Linked DNA regions of Mus musculus: region 1 is linked to region 2. A link is a contact called in public Hi-C data. All regions are on one chromosome and are shown on one strand. The core of a region is the stretch at or near the end of the contact, and the rest is flanking DNA. Distances in the headings are between cores, read along the strand shown. Region 1 has its middle 26 kb from the start of Gm26395. Region 2 has its middle 35 kb from the start of Gm46409.

The links. A called contact is a pair of places that touch in the nucleus more often than the background predicts.
Region 1: a Hi-C map of liver shows a contact between it and region 2, with 4 times the contacts expected there. The contact joins two enhancer-like sites. A contact is called at or near these places in 4 of 484 Hi-C or Micro-C datasets (the AML12 cell line, the N1E-115 cell line, cerebral cortex and 1 more).

Annotation. Positions count from the first base shown.
Region 1 is chr13:36,678,773-36,682,312 of GRCm38.p6, forward strand. No RefSeq gene overlaps it. Among named protein-coding and RNA genes, the nearest start is that of Gm26395, 26 kb to the left of the region's middle. Within about 2 kb of position 2,094, at least 4 of the 459 cell types and tissues checked have an H3K27ac peak or open chromatin away from gene starts, as enhancers often do. A contact at or near this core is called in the N1E-115 cell line and liver, where this site is marked.
Region 2 is chr13:36,576,099-36,579,594 of GRCm38.p6, forward strand. No RefSeq gene overlaps it. Among named protein-coding and RNA genes, the nearest start is that of Gm46409, 35 kb to the right of the region's middle. Within about 2 kb of position 2,068, at least 187 of the 459 cell types and tissues checked have an H3K27ac peak or open chromatin away from gene starts, as enhancers often do. A contact at or near this core is called in the N1E-115 cell line and liver, where this site is marked.

The DNA.
Region 1 (3,540 bases), core at 844-3,343, 100 kb after region 2:
GAGAATTATCTGGTCATTAGTAAGGCACTTGTGATTGTGGTAAAGAATTCTAGAATACTTTTGTTACTCATGTCCTTTCTGCACATACCTTACAGTTTGAAGGGAAGGCTATAGGAATGCAGATATGATTTTTTTTTGGTTGCTTGCTCTATTAGCAAGCATTTTTAAGGTCCAAGGGGAAGTAGTTCAGGTGGTAGAATACTTATCGATTATGCACAGGGCCCTGGGTTTATTCCAGTGCTATATAAACTGGCTGTGGTGGTAACCTCCACCTTTGGGATTTAGATCAGAATTTAAAGATCATCCTTGGATATATATCATGTTTTAGGCAAACCTGGGTTAGGGATAACTGTGTTATCAAAAAAGAATGGTAGTGGTGCATCACTAGGTAGGGTGTTCCAGTGTCCAAGGCTCTATTGGAGGAACACAGGATGTTTAAGCAGCCATTGCAGTGGGTGCTCACAGGTAACACAATATCTGGCTGGGAGAATGGTGCCCAGCTTCCTGCCTATCACAGAGTAGACAAGAAAAAGTGACTCCTTCAATGCATATTTGGAATTACACCAATCCAAAGAAAAATTACACCAATTGTCAGAGCACAAGACAAGTTCTCTCATATACAGTTTGTGGATGAGTTTTATGCAAACCAAAGACAGGGTGCACCCAAGTCCACCTGTCAGCTGAGTCACATCCCCCCTTCTTCAAGTCAAGGCCGCTTACAGCTAGATAACCAAACAGTGGTGAGTCTGCCCAAGCAGGAAACACTTCAAAGGCTTCACAGACATGTGACATTTTGTCCCAATTCTGTCTTTCTCTTAGTCCTCTCTGAATGGCAGACTTTGGAATCAAATCCCAATTCTGCCACTCAACATTTGAGCATTCTTAATGAGCTTCAGTTTCCCTATCTACAAAAGCAGGAAAGCAATGGGCTCCAGCTCTTTGAGTGGTTGTAAGGATTAAATGATCAGTCCAATAAAAATGTTTGAGCATTGCCTGGCTCATAGAATTCATCGCACATGTTAGCTGTGGTTATTATTCCAGACATTTTTGGACTTGGTCATCTTAGCATAGTTCTGTATTCTACTGAATCTAACAGGGGCAGGGGATGTTTAGCAGGAAGGATGGGCAGGAAACTGATGGAAAGCTGGAGATGAAGGGGATGAATAAAATCTAAAAATGTATGGAAAAAAAGTCAGAAGGAAACATGATGATGGGTAAGCTCATGATGACTGGTAAGCTAATTAGCAAGGAAACAAGGAAAACGGAAACTTAAACGGAATTGCACAGCATGGATAATGCCCTACTTAAATGCCTGCTCTCATAAATAATAGACTGTTAGACGAACATCTCAGTAACAGGCACAGGGTACCTCTTTCTGAGTTAACCACTCTATGAGTTAATCAGAGAGGCCTAATCAAATTGAGTTGCAGACATTAAAGAGAATGAACCATCTCTTTTTGTAGATCTGCAGGTCTACTGATGTAGATTGATCTTCAAACTGTAAGAAATGCAATTAACAAAGGAACTACAAATGCATTTTTGTTTAAATGTACATAGTATGTTTCTTGCTGGAAGCCACATGCATGGTGGTGGGAGGGGCACTAGGTGAGAGGTTGAGAAGCTGAACTTTAACAATGTGGTTTAGCTATTCAGTGTTTGGATACATGAAACATATTCCTTATATGAATAAATAAGTATGTTATTAAGACCACAGAAGAGGGGCTGGAGAGATGGGTCAGTGGTTAAGAGCTCTGGCTGACTGCTTTTGAAGAGGACCCTGGTTTGGTTCCCAGAACCTACATCAGTCAGTTCATGATCTATACTCCAGTTCCAGGGAACTCAATGCCATCTTCTGGCCTTAACAGGCATTTACATGCACATGTTGTACATTGCACATAAAAACTCAACATGTTACATACATACATAAATGCACACACATATGCCTATAAATTAAAACACCAACAATAATAAAAATAAAACTTTAAAACCATAGAAGAAAAAAAATGGACACATCTCAAGGGAATATATGTACTTGCTCAAGTGCACAGACATCTTCTTGTGTCCCTTTCCTGTGATTGCTGTGGGATTGCACTGGCCCACAGTCCAAGTCTGATATCATTCAGTAACTTGCACAACAGGACGTGGTTAGTCAGAAGCATAGGAAAGTAATGAGAAACAAACTGATCAGGAACATAAACATTACTCTTACTCTACACACATGCATCAAAAGATGCCTCACAAGATCTGACATGGCATCCTCCTGGTCCTCATTCTTTATAGCATGTGAAAAATACATGACATTAAACAGGAGTCATGTAGTGATGTTTCTCGCCAGTTTGCCTTTTACTTATTTGGTCTGGCAGGGTTTCCTCATACCAACAGCGGAACCTGGTTATTCATGAAATCAATAAATCGCTCTGCTGGTCACCTAGCACATCACCGATCCCGCAGGTGAGAAGCAGTCCCCACTGAAAATTAACGTCAACATCAGGGCGCATCTGATTTTTTTATTTGGGACTTTTCTGTAAAATCACTTCTTTTCAACCTTTCCAATTCAGTCCATCCTAATAACATATAATATGTCACTTCTGATGGCTGGTCACAGGTTCTGCTAATTTGACCTGCTTCTGCTGGTTAGAATGCCTGCTTGTTTCCATCAGTGCTTCCTAATGTACAGATGGAATTTAGTTCATGCCATGCAGCCATTATTTAATCACATTGTCCCAAACATACCCGGTACACTTGATAACAATCTAGCCAGCTGTTTTTATTTGATAGGTTGGTAGAAAAACATGTAAACTTCATCTTTGTTTAAATGTCTTCTGTTTACCTTGCAGTGCATTATTTATGACAAAGATCTATAACCCTTTCTCTTTCCTGGCCATTTGGAAATGAAACAACAAAATCATATAAATAACCCCATTTTGCCTACTTTAATACCATAATGAGTAGTTAAACTCCAAATGTCTGTGATTACACAATCCATTTGAAACCACACAGCAGGCGGGCTTCTTTGTAGTTTGTTAATCAAGACTTATGTAATTCATTTAAAGAAGAAATCACAGGTTAATTATTAAATGGAAAAGACAATCATTTTAAGATTGTAGCTAACAGCACATGGCACAGTTTGGTTATCTATAAAGATATTTCTTTACTCTCAGTTACTTTGCCTGTAATTTGATTTTTTTTAAGTGTCAAAAATTGTGCTAAAATTTCTAAAGGATGTTCTTCGAGATTTTACATTCCTTCTCAAACAGTTTTGAGAAGGAAAAGCACTCGTGCCAGGCTATCCCAAAGGATACAGGAACATGACTCGACTAGAGGCAATCTGGGACATCTGCATGGTGAAGGTCACCCACCTCATCTTCCTCCACTCTCTGCCTCATAACCCACAGAACATACAGTGGTCCCTTGTGAAACTATAGAGTGTGTTTAGTGCCCTTCTGAATTTGATTTTTCATAATTGCTGACCATTTAGTAATGACATGACAAGTATTATTAAGCACAGGTAGGTCCTAAGACACTTGATGTGTGAGCAAA
Region 2 (3,496 bases), core at 818-3,317:
ATCTACCTGTACTGGCTGCTCATCTCTCCTAGGTGCTTTTCTCCGGGATCCAATCTGTCCACATACCCAAGGTTCATGCTGAAGGGGTCCATCTAAAAGCAGGAATATCCCTACCTGGCCTGAAACCGCCTCCCTGATCATGCAAAGCAAAGGGCATCTTCAGAGGCACCTTCTTCTTCATTGTCTGGATCATAAAAGTTCATTAGCTATTTGCTAGCTTGCAAAAGACCTCCCCCGCCTGAACCAAAGTCTGTGAAGCAGAGGCTGGGTCTGTCTGGACCACCCACTTGTACCTGGTTCTTACCATTGCACTTGACACATTTACTTCAAGAAATAGTTATTGAACAATGTCTTGTTTTTGCTTTTACATCAGACTTCTTTCTAAAGAAAGGATTCTTAGCTAAACACAGATAACAGCTGCAAAATAGGGTATGCCATCAGATGGGAGCAAGGGACTTGCTTCTCCTTGGAGTCTGTGGGGTGGAGGAACAGCAGGGCTTCCTTGGCACAACCCCCTTTCCCTGCTTCTGGGAAAATTACCTCTCTGTCGCTGGCCTCCTGTCCTGGCTCAGGAGTCTGACTTCACCTTCCTGAAAGCAGGAGTTTGGTTTTTTTTTTTTTTTCCTTCTAAATTCTGCTGCCTGCTGCCAGCAGAGAGAGAGAGAGAGAGAGAGAGAGAGAGAGAGAGAGAGAGAGAGAGAGAGAGGTGGAGCCTGCAGAGGCTGCTGCTGGACCATCCGATGCCGTTCAAGGAGACAGTCACATTAGTCACTGGGTCCTGGGGTCTCAGCGAGCAGTATATGCAAAGATGAAGAGGGAGAGGGCTTCGTGCTGCACCATCTTTGAGTCATCCCTGGGTGTCAGCACTCCCACCCCACCCCTGAGCATGACTGTGTCATCTGCAGCCATCTGCCCAGCCTCTCAACAGTGGTGCCAGCTGTAGTAGCTAAGAGGACCTCCCCCAAAAGAGGATGCTACTGAGGCTGAAGAGGAGGGGCCTTTAACCATTTTAGCCCCTCCCCTACTGTTTTATAAGTAAAGAAACTAGGCCACAGCTGAGATGACTGGCCCAAGGTCACCCCAGTAAAAATAGGGGAGCTGGGACCAGAATGAAGGGCTCCTAATACCCAAAGGTACTGGGACCGCATCAAGGAATGCTCCTTCTCTTTCATCTTGTCTCTGCTTCATCTTGTCCTCTAGACTCTTCTCGCCATTCTAGCCCTGTGTGGCCCAGCCTCAAGGACACCCCTGCCCCACTCCCGTGCAAGCTGCATCTTCCTGCTTGGTTCTAAAGGTCTTGCTGACTTCTGGTTATATGGTACTGGCCTAAACAATGCTCCCTGAATGGTTGCAAGCAGAGTGTGGAAGCCACATCTGGGGTGGGGGTGGGGAGGTGGTGGAAGCTGCATCTGGGGTGTGAGTGTGGGCATAGGGGGGCACGGAGCAAGAACTGGCTGTAGCCAGGATGTATGCTGACCAAGGCTGAGGACACTCATTTCCTTCCCAAGAGACTGAGTTTGACTTTCAGAGCCCAGAGCAATGCCCTGGGATGAGAGGCATCCCCAGACCCCTCCCTGGGCAATGGCTACTTTAACAAGCCCACACTGCCTTGGCCTTTGTACTTCCAGCCTCGTCCTCACTGCTGTCAAGTCTCCTCTTTTACTTTGATCCTCTCAACAGACTGTCATTCCCTTTTTAAGAGATGTCACCATAGTTGGCATCACTTGAGTCCTCTACCAAGCACACTCGCTTATTTCTCTGTCTCTTGGTCCTCCCAGGGGTCACTTTGGGCAGAATTGTGTCCAGGACCTGTCATCTCTGGTTCTGAAAGCTTGGCTGGCTGGAATCTGACCACCTGAGCCAGAAACCTGGTGCAAAGAGGAGGATGGGAGGCACCGGTAATGGTTTAAAGGCCAACCTGCAGTTAAGTAGGGTTTGGGGAGTGGGTAAACAAACGGCAGCTTGGTTATGTCACAGTCAGGTTATGCTCTGACATAGGGGTGCCTGGGAAACCTGGTCTGAAGGCCTACACGGCTGAACTGAGAACTGAGGACTGCAGAGCCCAGTCCTTCCGAGAGCATTCTCTAGAGTGTGATCCATGGGACACTGGGTCTATGATACACTCTGGCAATAAACGGTTCAGAGATCAGCCAAGTTTGGCACTCACAGCTCCCTGCAAATCTGTGCGTCCCTCTTGCCAGTCTGTCCCAGTACCCTTGGCTCTGACCCATCAGGCAGTAAGAAACATGAACAACAACCACTCTATGTCTGCTGACCTTAAAGCCTGGCAGATACCTGGGCCTTGTCAGGCCAAGAAGGCTCTGTAGAGGTGTCTCCTTATGTCCCCAAGATCAGGGCTCAGGGACTCCCGGTTTTGCTTTGGATTTTGTCTCCTCTTATTTGAATTTCTGGAGAGAAAACAAACAAACCAAACCAAACAAACAAAAAAATACCTTCAAAACCAAAAACTAACTAGTTAGAGCCCAGAGAAGAGCTGGCCAATGAAAGGCAGAGTTGGAGCATTACAGCATCAGCGAGACCGCCCATTGGCCGGCCTGCCCTGAGGAGATGCGGCTTCCCGCCCCTCCACGCGGTGCGGAGTCCGTGCGGGCAGCTCTGTGTGCGCGCCCCAAGATGCCCGGCGCGCGCCCCTGGCCTCCAGCCGGGAGCTCTGGGTATTTGCGCGCGGCCCAGCGAGCCTTAGACAGCCGCAGGATGGCAGCGGAGTCCGCGCTCACCAGTGGAGGCTGCGGGGACGCGTGGCGCTGGGCTTCTCTGCATTGGGGAGGCGGCCTGCAGAGCCCAGGACTTCCAAGGACTGCAGAGCGGCAGGACTTGGTCCCTGCGCCCATCGTTGTGTTGTGGCTGGGTGCGTTTCCTGTCCGCTTTTTAGCGTTACTTTAACCACCATCTCTGAATTGTGCTGGGCATATTGTTTCTGGAATGAGGGCTGCATTCCCAGTTCCCTCGTTACTAGATAAGACTAACTTGGCAGCCAAGGGCTTTCTGGCAGATGTCTGCTATAATCCCAGCCTTCCAGAGGCTGAGTCAGGAGGACTGCTGTGGGTTCAAGACCAACAAAATGAGACCTTGTTACCGCCTCCCCCGCCCCCCCTCGCCAAATCACAACAAAAATAAAGTCAGGGAAAACGAGTGTGTGTGTGTGTGTGTGTGTGTGTGTGTGTGTGTCTGTTTGCCACAGGGAACTAGTTATGTTATTGTGGGGCTGGCACTTCTGAAATCTGTGTACTCAGCGAAGGGTTAATGGAACTACTCAGGAGTTGGCAGGCAGGGTTTCCCTGCATTTTTTAATGGTCCCAACTGACTGGACTAGGCCCACTCATTTACCCTGTGGAGGGAGAAACACTACAGAATTATCTTAATTGAACGTGAGGGAAACACCATAGCTGAATCATATTCCCTCTGACCCTCAGGATCCCAGAATGTGACTATTTCAACAAATCTGTCAGGAGACCTAGAGACACACAGCAGCACT